Linked DNA regions of Mus musculus: region 2 is linked to region 1. The links are chromatin contacts, called in public HiChIP or PLAC-seq maps. All regions are on one chromosome and are shown on one strand. The core of a region is the stretch at or near the end of the contact, and the rest is flanking DNA. Distances in the headings are between cores, read along the strand shown. Region 1 overlaps Sdad1 (SDA1 domain containing 1). Region 2 overlaps Shroom3 (shroom family member 3).

Region 1 (4,854 bases), core at 1,789-4,288:
TTTTAAAGATTTATTTATTTATTATATGTAAGTACATTGTAGCTGTCTTCAGACAATCCAGAAGAGGGAGTCAGATCTCGTTACGGATGGTTGTGAGCCACCATGTGGTTGCTGGGATTTGAACTCTGGACCTTCGGAAGAGCAGTCGGGTGCTCTTACCCACTGAGCCATCTCACCAGCCCCTCAAAGAACAATCTTAAGACTTTATAGAAATAACATATGTAGAAGAGTACACACACACACACACACATATACTCTTGTACATTAAAAAATTAAAATTGAGATATAGCTTAAGCTTCTTTTCATTCTGGGATAATTTCCCCAAATTGTTGGCATATGAGTTGATGAAGACACCAATGTGTTCCCCTCCACACTACCCTCTGTGCCACTAAGAGCTTTGGGGGATGGGCTGGGGAGGGAGGATAGCTCAGTGGGTAAAGCACTTGATGTTTAAGCATGAGAACCTGAGTTTCAATCTCTAGCCATTCCTCCTGCCCTACACATGTTCATGTCTATTCCCAGAGCTGGGGTGGCAGGTGAGGGAGAGACAGGTGGATTTCAGGGACCATTAGCAGGCTGGCCTAGCCAATCAGTGAGCTTCAGTTTCAGTGAAAGACTTTCTCAGAGATTCCATGTGTGCATTGGTGGACACATATACTGCACCTTGGAATTCTGCTTTCGAGACAGAGCCATACTACCTGGAACTTGCTTCATAGACGGAGCAGGCTATGAATTTACAGTCTATACTCCGGAGCTTCTGCCTTCCATCACCAGGGTAGCAAGTTGCCAAATGCATACCACTGACTGTCCAGCACCCAACAGCATCTAGGAGTTCACTACTTGTGGCTCCACACTGCATGCTCCCTGCTTAGTGTATACCGTGATGTGGTTGTAAAGTTTGCTAAGTTTAAGTGTCCTTAGTGTTGTGACACTTTTTTTGAGTGGGGTCTTGTGTACCCCAGGCAGCCTTCAGGCTTGCTGTGAGGTACTGGGAACATGGGAGTGTATAACCATGCCAGCCCTTGTGTGGTATTGGGAACTGAAACCAGGGGTTTGTATATGCTACAGAAGCATTCTACCCACTAAGCTCAGATACTCAACCCTGGGACTTGTACTTTTATGTCTGTTATGACAATAGCTTAAAATGTTTTATCATTTTTTCTTGTATTTTCTTACCAGCTACTAAGCCCCATTCTCTAAGGTTGGATGCTAATGCCTGTGTGATATTAACAGGTGACAACTGAAGATCTGAGACTGAGTTTGTGAATGTGCAAGCAAGAACAATATGCTAATAATGTCATATGGATGCAAAAAAATTAGACACATTCCAATTTTAGAGACTAATACAAAAAGCTGCAGTATCTAATATATATATAGAATATATATATTTACATATATATGTATTTATGTGGGCCCATCGCTAGGGTGAAGTGCCAAGACACTGCTCATGGGGTGGGAAAAAGCAGTCTAAATGTGGGAGGCCAAGGCTGGGGTTCCCTGACTCCCAGGCACCCAGTCACTGCTGGAAAACCACACAGAAGAGTCAAGAATGCAATGAAGAGCCTAGGACCAGGAGCTTCCAAACTCCTGGACATTCAGGTGCTACTGGGCCACGAGGGGGTGGGGGAGTGACAGAGTTAGGGGTCCTGGGGCTGAGGCCAATGAGCCCTGGGAGGGGTGGGTGGGGGTGAGAACTCCGGCTTAGTTCCTTGGTGATTGTCCTTAGCTTGGCCTGGGATCACAGAGATGCCTTTTACTGGAGACTTAGGCTGTAGCTCACAGTCAAAGGCTTTCTCCATGCTCCATCTTTATCCATACCATTTATTGACTGCTCATCGTGGAAAATGGGTGCATACCACCTTCTCAGGGTGAACCCGAGACTAAATACCTTTTGCAGGAAGGAATGTCCAGGAAGGGAAGCTTACTGGCTTAACACTCGGGACCTCTAGATACCTCATTAGCACGGAGAACTCTGTGACCACAGGTCACGTTTCCTACACATTCCAGTGTAGCGTGTGTTCCGGGCCAGGAACCTGGTAGGGAGCAGGGAGATGGCCTATCATCTCAGGCGGATGCCTGTGTGCTGGGGTCTCAGACCCATTCAACCTTACCAAGTGTCCTGGCACGGTCTACTGTCCCACACATTTAAATATATTGCATATACTATATAAAGATATGCTGCTTTAAAAACACCCCCCCCTTACATTACTAGTGTTTATATCTCCTGTATATGTTTTAAGACAGGGTGTGTGTAGCCCAGGCTGACCTTTAAATTCTCTATCCCTTCAACCTCAGCCTCATGAGTACTGGGATTATAGGTGGGCACCACACATCCCGCCTTGCCTCTTAGCTTAAAATAACGTTCACTAACAATTGTTACCTGGGCACCAAATGTTCCCCACAGCCTCACGAGCTGGCAGTGGTGGTTTTGGAGTTCAGAACTTTAGGAACTGGAGGCTGGCCAGGGGGACCTGGGCTGAGGTCCAATGAGGGCTTCAGGCATTTGCTCTGGCTTCTGGCTGTGGAGATGAGGAGCCTTAGTCACACACTGGCTCCAGGGAGTTGCCTTCTGCCATGCCTCTCTCTACAAAGGTTGTATCCCTTCACACTGGGAGTCAAAGTGAGTTTTTCCTAAGTTGCTTCTCCCCGGATATTTGATCACAGCAAAAAGAATGTAACCAGTACTCCACCTAACTAGAGTGCGCAATATTGTCCATAGTTTAGAGATGCTGTATCTATTCCTGTCATTTAACAAGCTGTGGCAGACGCCAATCATGTTCCATGTACGTCCTCCTAGCTAGAAAGCAGCCCAGTTCTCTTGGAATGACTGTGCAGTCAGAGGTCAAGAGCCCGACTTCCCACCTTCTCGTAGGAAGAGTGGCCATGTATCACTCTGGTAGGCTGCAGGAGGGATTCTGTGGACTGTTTTCCTAGGAAAAGGAGTTGAAAGTTGAGGCTTAAGAATAATCAGCACAATGCACTCAGATGAAAACTGGATGTGAAATGAGCCAACCACAGCCACACCACACCCACATCTCAAGTCCAAGGGTGACAAAGCAGTTTGTTATCTGTCCACACCTAGACTTATGGGAGACAAGCTCTTGTTTGGTTAGGATATTTAAAATGCACTGTTACCTGCAGGGAAACGACCACAGATGTATGTTTTCATATTGTAGCTCAAAACAAACTGCAGCTCTTGCCTACTTGGGATTTCTTTGAGCTGACGTTTATGGTTTTCTTCTTTAGACTCTTGTGCAAACTGTAAGCCAGTTTTTTTTTTTTTTTTTTAAACATGTTAATGGTACTTTTAAAGGATTTTTTAAATGTGTAGGGTGTTTTGCCTGCATGTGTATTTCTCCACATGCGTGCCTGGTGCCCTTAAACAGGGCACTGGGTCACAAAGACTGATCCAGCTCTCCAGCCCCTGGTTAATGGTCCTTCTGACAACATTGAGTATTGCTGGCAGGGCTCAGACAGGGTCTTATAGGATCTTTCTAGACACTGGGAAGCCAGGGAAAGAATGAGGAAGGGGAGAACGCTTAAAGCCCACAGTGCCTTGGGGCTGACAGCACAGGTCTGTCTAGTCTGAAGTATAGCTTGGTAGTAGCTCACTTGCCCCACATCATGAGGGGCCTTGGCTTGATCCTGACATCATTCGCCAGTGTGGGTGGGGGGATGGGAAGGATGCTGCTCCTTCTAATTATGGAGAGATTTCACAAGGACGATTTGCCACAGACCTTTATTTCTCACCTCACTTTTACTTTTTGGTTTCTTACACAATGACATTAAGTAAAAACATATACACCGTGAAAGACTCAGAAAGTAGAAAGAAAATACACCTTACACATGATCCCAGCACCAACTCCCACCCCCTAATATTTGGCACATTTTCTGGATTTTTTTATAATTACCTACATGTACACTGAATTATGCTACAAATCCTTTTCAAACTTTAGCTACTTATACACTGAGATGAGATGGTCAAAACACACAAGCAGAATCTGCAGGAGAAAATGACACAGACAGCCTTATAGGAAGAGGAGTTGTGCTGTTGACTGTGGCTGAAGCTGCTGTGCTCTCCGCTTTCCTTTGTATCTTCACATGGGTGAGAAGCAGAGACGACAGGAAAGGCTTAATCCCGGAGCTCTGACCTGACCCAGAGTTCCAGCTGCTGCAAGCTTTCTTCTTTTGGTCAAGCTCTCTCTACTCTTCCCCCATTTCATATCCTCACCCCACCCCCAAGCCCCCAGACAGGGTTTTGCTCTCTTGCTATGTGGTCTCAACCCAGAGCACCCCACTGCCTGCCTCATTCTCCCAAGTGCTGGGGTTACAGGTGTGTGTCCCCATACCTGGTAAAGCCTCCCTAAATCTCGAGAAATACACTCCAAACCATGTAAGGAACGAGAGGGTACTATTTGGGAGAAAACATCATCTAGAGAGAGTTTAAAAATATGTCACCTAGAAGAGCTTAAACAGGACACTCAGAACAATTAAACGTTTTAAACTGAAATTTCAACGTAATACTCTACAAACATTATACATTTTAAACTGAAATTTCAATGTAATACTCTATATACATTATACATTTTCAAAAAACAAAATTTGCATTAACTGTAACATTTAAAAACTATTCCAGTAGCCACCGGACTTAGGAACTGTTTTCTACAGTGCGGTCCTGCCTACCACACGCATTGGGAATAAGTTTCAACATGACACAAACATCTAGCAGTGCTTTATACACAATGGATATTCAATATGGGCTTTACACTAGCTGCCTAAACATTGGGTTGGATGGTTAAAATAAACATAGCAACTATAAGGAAAACAACAACAACAAAAACCCTCCCAAAACAC
Region 2 (4,688 bases), core at 623-3,122, 540 kb after region 1:
GATGTGCTTAAAAAAAAAAAAAAAAACCAGGGTGGAGCTGCCCAGCAAGTGGGAGTAGTTGCTATAGTCCAGCCTGGGCTTTGCTTTCTGGTTCGAAGGTGGCATTTCCTAATTTGCACAGGTTCCAAATGAGCTAGGGTAGGCCTGTCTGGGTGCAGCTGTCCTTTCTGGAATCTGTATGAGGGTTCTCCTGCGACTAAGCAGGACCTGAAAGTGTGAAGATGGAGGTAATGACAGATTGAAAAGACCACTAGAAAACAGCTCCAAACCTGTATTTGTAAAGGCCTCACTGGCCGCATTTTGTCATGTCTTTTTTTATTGTTCTTTGTTTTTGTGGCGATGGGGTATGAACCCAGCCAGGGCTTTGTTCATGCTAGGTAAGTGTACTATCGTTGAGCAACATTCCTGATGCCTAGCATCGTCTTGGTTGAACTGGGTGAGTCTGGAGTTAAACCAGAGAGATTGATGGATCTGGATGAGAAATGATGGGGGCATGACTTAGACTCAGGGGAGGGGGCAGTGGCACATTCACTCCCTGGAGGGTGGCCTAGGGGGATGAGGTGACAGGCTGAGTGAGGGGAAACAAAAGTGACTCCGAGGGTTTTCAGGTTAGCTGCCCAGTGGAAAATTGTCGTGATCCTGCAAGGACTGATAACCCCGAGAACTCTGACACAGTGTCTGGTCAGGTTCTCTCTGTTGAATAATAACAATAAAAGTTCCTTATGTAAGTGTTGTGGTTAAAGATTAAAAGCAAGGGCTTTGATACTGGAGTTAAAACACACTGGTCTTGCGCTGTGTCCCTTCAGAGAATGACCAATTGTTATAGAAGGAAATCATAGCTGTCTTCTGGGTTAGGATTTCGCTCAAGTGGAGCAAAACCCCTAGCAGAAAACCAGGTCATTCGAAGTAGGACACACCGAATGCCCAGTGGCTTCATTGCCCTTGGTTAGTCTTCCTAGACTAAGACTGGGGATGTAGTCTGGTTAAGTAGAACACTACTGAGTATGCCCTATACCCCAGCTCAAGCCCCAGTACCCCACAAAAGAAAAAAAAATCCTCCTGTTCAGAATCCATCCCAATCTCTCAAAAGTACAATGTTGTGAGGCACAGTGATGTATGCCTACCTCCAATCCCAGCTACACGGGAAGGCTGAGACAGGAAGAGTGTGAATTCAAGGTCAACCTGGGGTACACCGGAAGAACCTACCTCAACACAGATGCTAAATCCAAAGTGTCCCAGACCCCTTCCCATGCTTTCTGCAGAGAGTAGCATCTTGGGTCTGATACTGTACTTAGCTAGCAGCATCCTTCCTGACAGCATGTGCTCACATCATGATGGTCTTGAGCAGAACACCACCTCCGTGCACCATCAGCTACAACCATTTGCCAGCGTCCCTGTTTTTGCTACAAATGAGTAATGCTGTCTCTGTTTTTGTTAGGAAGAGCAGTTTCAGACATCAAGAAAGGTATGGTCTGCATTGTTGATTCATTCACTTAGCCTTTGGGCTACCGACATCTACTGGATGGCGACAATAGAGCCTTCTTTGTGTTGGCCCAGGACTCGTGAGTCAGAGAGCAGGTTTCCCACATCACATGCTCCCTCCTGATATAGGCTGGGAGAGACTGTACTGATTACAGTTGGTAGGGGAAAGCAAATCTCCAACCTACAGAAACCACTAGAAGAAAGGCAGAAAAACATGGTAGCTGGTTTTCACACGACCAAGGTGTTTTCCTAAGAATTAGAGGCCACAGAAGCTACACTGCATTAACAATTAACATTAGTCAACTCAGACTCCTGTGAACTCGAGCCTGCGCTGCCCGTAGTTAATAGCTCCAAGAAAATGCACTTCAATATTCTTATCAAGAAACCGCCTTGTCATACACTTTGGTCACTGCTCTGGAATGTCCCTCAGGGTCCTGCCAGTTTTCATTGCTTGTAGGTATGACAGAGATGCTTCTAGAAAGGCTCCTGTTTGTGTTTTTACAAACTAGAAATGCTTTTATGGCTTAATGGAACTGAAAAGAGACTCTGGTGTGCTTTTGTCTCACGTATGAAAAAGGGAACAGGGAGAATTCAGGAAGTAATATTGTTAAAGTGACTGGGATAACACAGGCTCAGGGCTGGGGAGGTGCCACCCAAGCGTGAGGACATGAGTTCCCCCCCAGAACCCAGACTCCCATGAAGATTTGGGGCCAGCACTAATCTGTCATATGCAGAGGCAAATGACCAAGAGAGCCAGCATCAAACTAGGAGGAAGGCAAGGACTGACAACCAAAGTTGCCCTCTGACCTCTCCATATGTACTATGGTATATGCACACCTGAGCTCATACATCCTCATCACAGACCCATAGCAGGAAGGAGGGATGGAGAGAGAGAAGAACAGAGACAGAGAGGGAGAGAGAAATACGTGCAAGCATTAAAGCATTTGCTTGTTTGGGGTGCTGAGAATTGAACTCGGGACCTTGTGCATGCTATGCAAATGATCTCCCACTGAGCTGTACCCACAGACCCCAATATTAATTATTAGTTTTGGCTGTCACTGAAGCAGACATGAGGATCAAAGAGTGGGAACTGGGAAACTGTATATTTATGTTACTGTAAATCTACTTTGTCCTTGGAAAAGAAGGGAGAAAATTCAAAATTAGTGAACTCTAATTGTTCGCTGTACAAGAATGGGAAATTAGGCAGCAGGGAAGAGCTTAAGTCAGTAGTTTTCAATTAAAGGGGATTTTGCTGAGGGGACACTGAACATGGTCTGTAAAGCTTTATGCTTGTTGCAGCTGTGTGGAGGGGGACAATCAGGCTTCTAGATGCTCGTGGGCAGGTGTCTGGCTGCTGAAAACATTCCAAGATAAAGGCTCTTAGGATCTGGGGTGTTAGGATTTTATGGTAGAATGCTTTACCATACCCCCACACACTCATCCACATACATACCACACACACCACACATACATACACACACCGTACCCCACATATAATACCACACACATACTCACACACATATACACACATTCTCCCCCACACTCATACACACATACACCACATACATACACACACCACACCATACACACCCACAATCATACCCACACACACCATGCACATCATACATACACACTCATACACACACATATACACATTCACATATACACCACACACACATAGACAAACACATAATCCACACACTCATATACTACATTCACATATACCACATATTCCTCACACACCACACTCACATACACCATGTACATAACATACAGACACATACACACACACACACACACACACACACACACACACACATATAACATACACACAAAGTCTCTTTTGGTGAGAAAGTAGCTCCCGTTGCTTTCTGATAGTTGAAATTATTTTCCCCAGGCTGTATGGGGAAGTTTTCTTACCCCTCCCAGGTTTAGTTTCTTCATATCTAGCTCTCTAGTTATCCGACAGGTCAAGTCAGGTGCTGGGGAGACTGTAGGGAGAAAAGATTGGCCCAGATCCTCCTCCTGTGTTCTCATTAGTGCCCTGTGCACACAGCCAATGCTTGGTGCTGAGGAAGCAGAGGAGAGCCCCCATCAGGAAATGCAGCAGAGGAGAGCCCCCATCAGGAAATGCAGCAGAGGAGAGCCCCCAACAGGAAGTTCCTGCACATTTCAACAGTCCTCCATGGAAAGGAAAAGTTGGTTTTTCAAATACCTGCCAAGCCTGAAGCCAGCCAGGGGCAACTGCCACAGCCTGCTTTCTTCCTTTCTTCCCTCTTTCCCTCGACTGAACTTGCAAGTCATTTATTGAGCATCTACCATCCCAACCCATGTGATGAAGTCTATCCATGATAGGGAAAGGGAATTTAAGGGCTAGGTGGAAGAATATTATTAAGCCCTGTCAATATCAGCTTACCTCAAAACAGGAAAGCAATGTTAGCTAGTCAGTGTTTTTCCTTTAGGCTTTCTGTCTCACAGAGCACACAGTGAACCTTTGCCGTGCATTTGTCTTTGTGGAGAAACTAAGAATATGCATGTGTTGCAGCCATAGGTTAATTTTCATGGTCTAGTTTCCTGTAGAAGAGTTTTGCTTCACTTCTGAGAGATACCCTGGCCTCGTTCTTCATTAGTGGGCCATATCAGTGCATAGTAGCCAAGATGAAATTTAATTATAGCAAATAATCTTTGTGGGGGAATAGGGGTAAGGTTCATAGCTTTTATTACAACATAAAGGTATTGTGTATTACAGAAATCTGTTAGAAGTGAACAGATTAAATGGGACATGTTCTTTAATTAAGGAACCAAGGTAGAAAAATCTCAAGTTCCCGGCCAGCCTGGGCCACATCAGTGAAGCTGCAGCTATCAGAAAAGGAAAGGAGAGAATTGGGCAGGGTAGATTCAGAGTCTTGTTTCCTTTCCAAGGAAATAAAGCCAGAGGGTGTGGGCTTGTAAAACGGTTTATGGGAGGCCACTGTTTGAACTGATCAAAGCAAAAAACGAAGTTAGTGAACTTAGGTTCCGTGCAATCAAGGTCGGAAATGGGCCCATTTTCCAAAAACTTGGAGGCCCCTCTTACTTGAGGCAGTGTGGGCAAGTCTTTTTATGCTCATTCTGAAGGAAGGAATGGAAACAATTCTAGAAAAGGCCACTGAGTTATGAAAATAGATTTGTGTGTGTGTGTATGTGTGTGTTAATTTTATCTTCTA

Evidence for each region. HiChIP or PLAC-seq counts read pairs in DNA pulled down with a chosen protein or histone mark.
Region 2: a contact with region 1 is called in a FOXA1 HiChIP or PLAC-seq map of pancreatic cancer cells. The contact joins two enhancer-like sites. A contact is called at or near these places in 1 of 115 datasets of contacts at active chromatin or transcription factors (pancreatic cancer cells) and 1 of 9 other capture datasets (adipose tissue).

The regions. Positions count from the first base shown.
Region 1 is chr5:92,280,288-92,285,141 of GRCm38.p6, forward strand. Sdad1 (SDA1 domain containing 1) reads right to left here. Exons shown (of 22, transcript NM_172713.2): 22 at 3,723-4,854. Among named protein-coding and RNA genes, the nearest start is that of Naaa, 4.5 kb to the left of the region's middle. Within about 2 kb of position 3,039, at least 55 of the 459 cell types and tissues checked have an H3K27ac peak or open chromatin away from gene starts, as enhancers often do. A contact at or near this core is called in pancreatic cancer cells, where this site is marked.
Region 2 is chr5:92,822,944-92,827,631 of GRCm38.p6, forward strand. All of the region lies in intron 2 of Shroom3 (shroom family member 3), which reads left to right. Among named protein-coding and RNA genes, the nearest start is that of Mir1961, 37 kb to the left of the region's middle. Within about 2 kb of position 1,873, at least 42 of the 459 cell types and tissues checked have an H3K27ac peak or open chromatin away from gene starts, as enhancers often do. A contact at or near this core is called in pancreatic cancer cells, where this site is marked.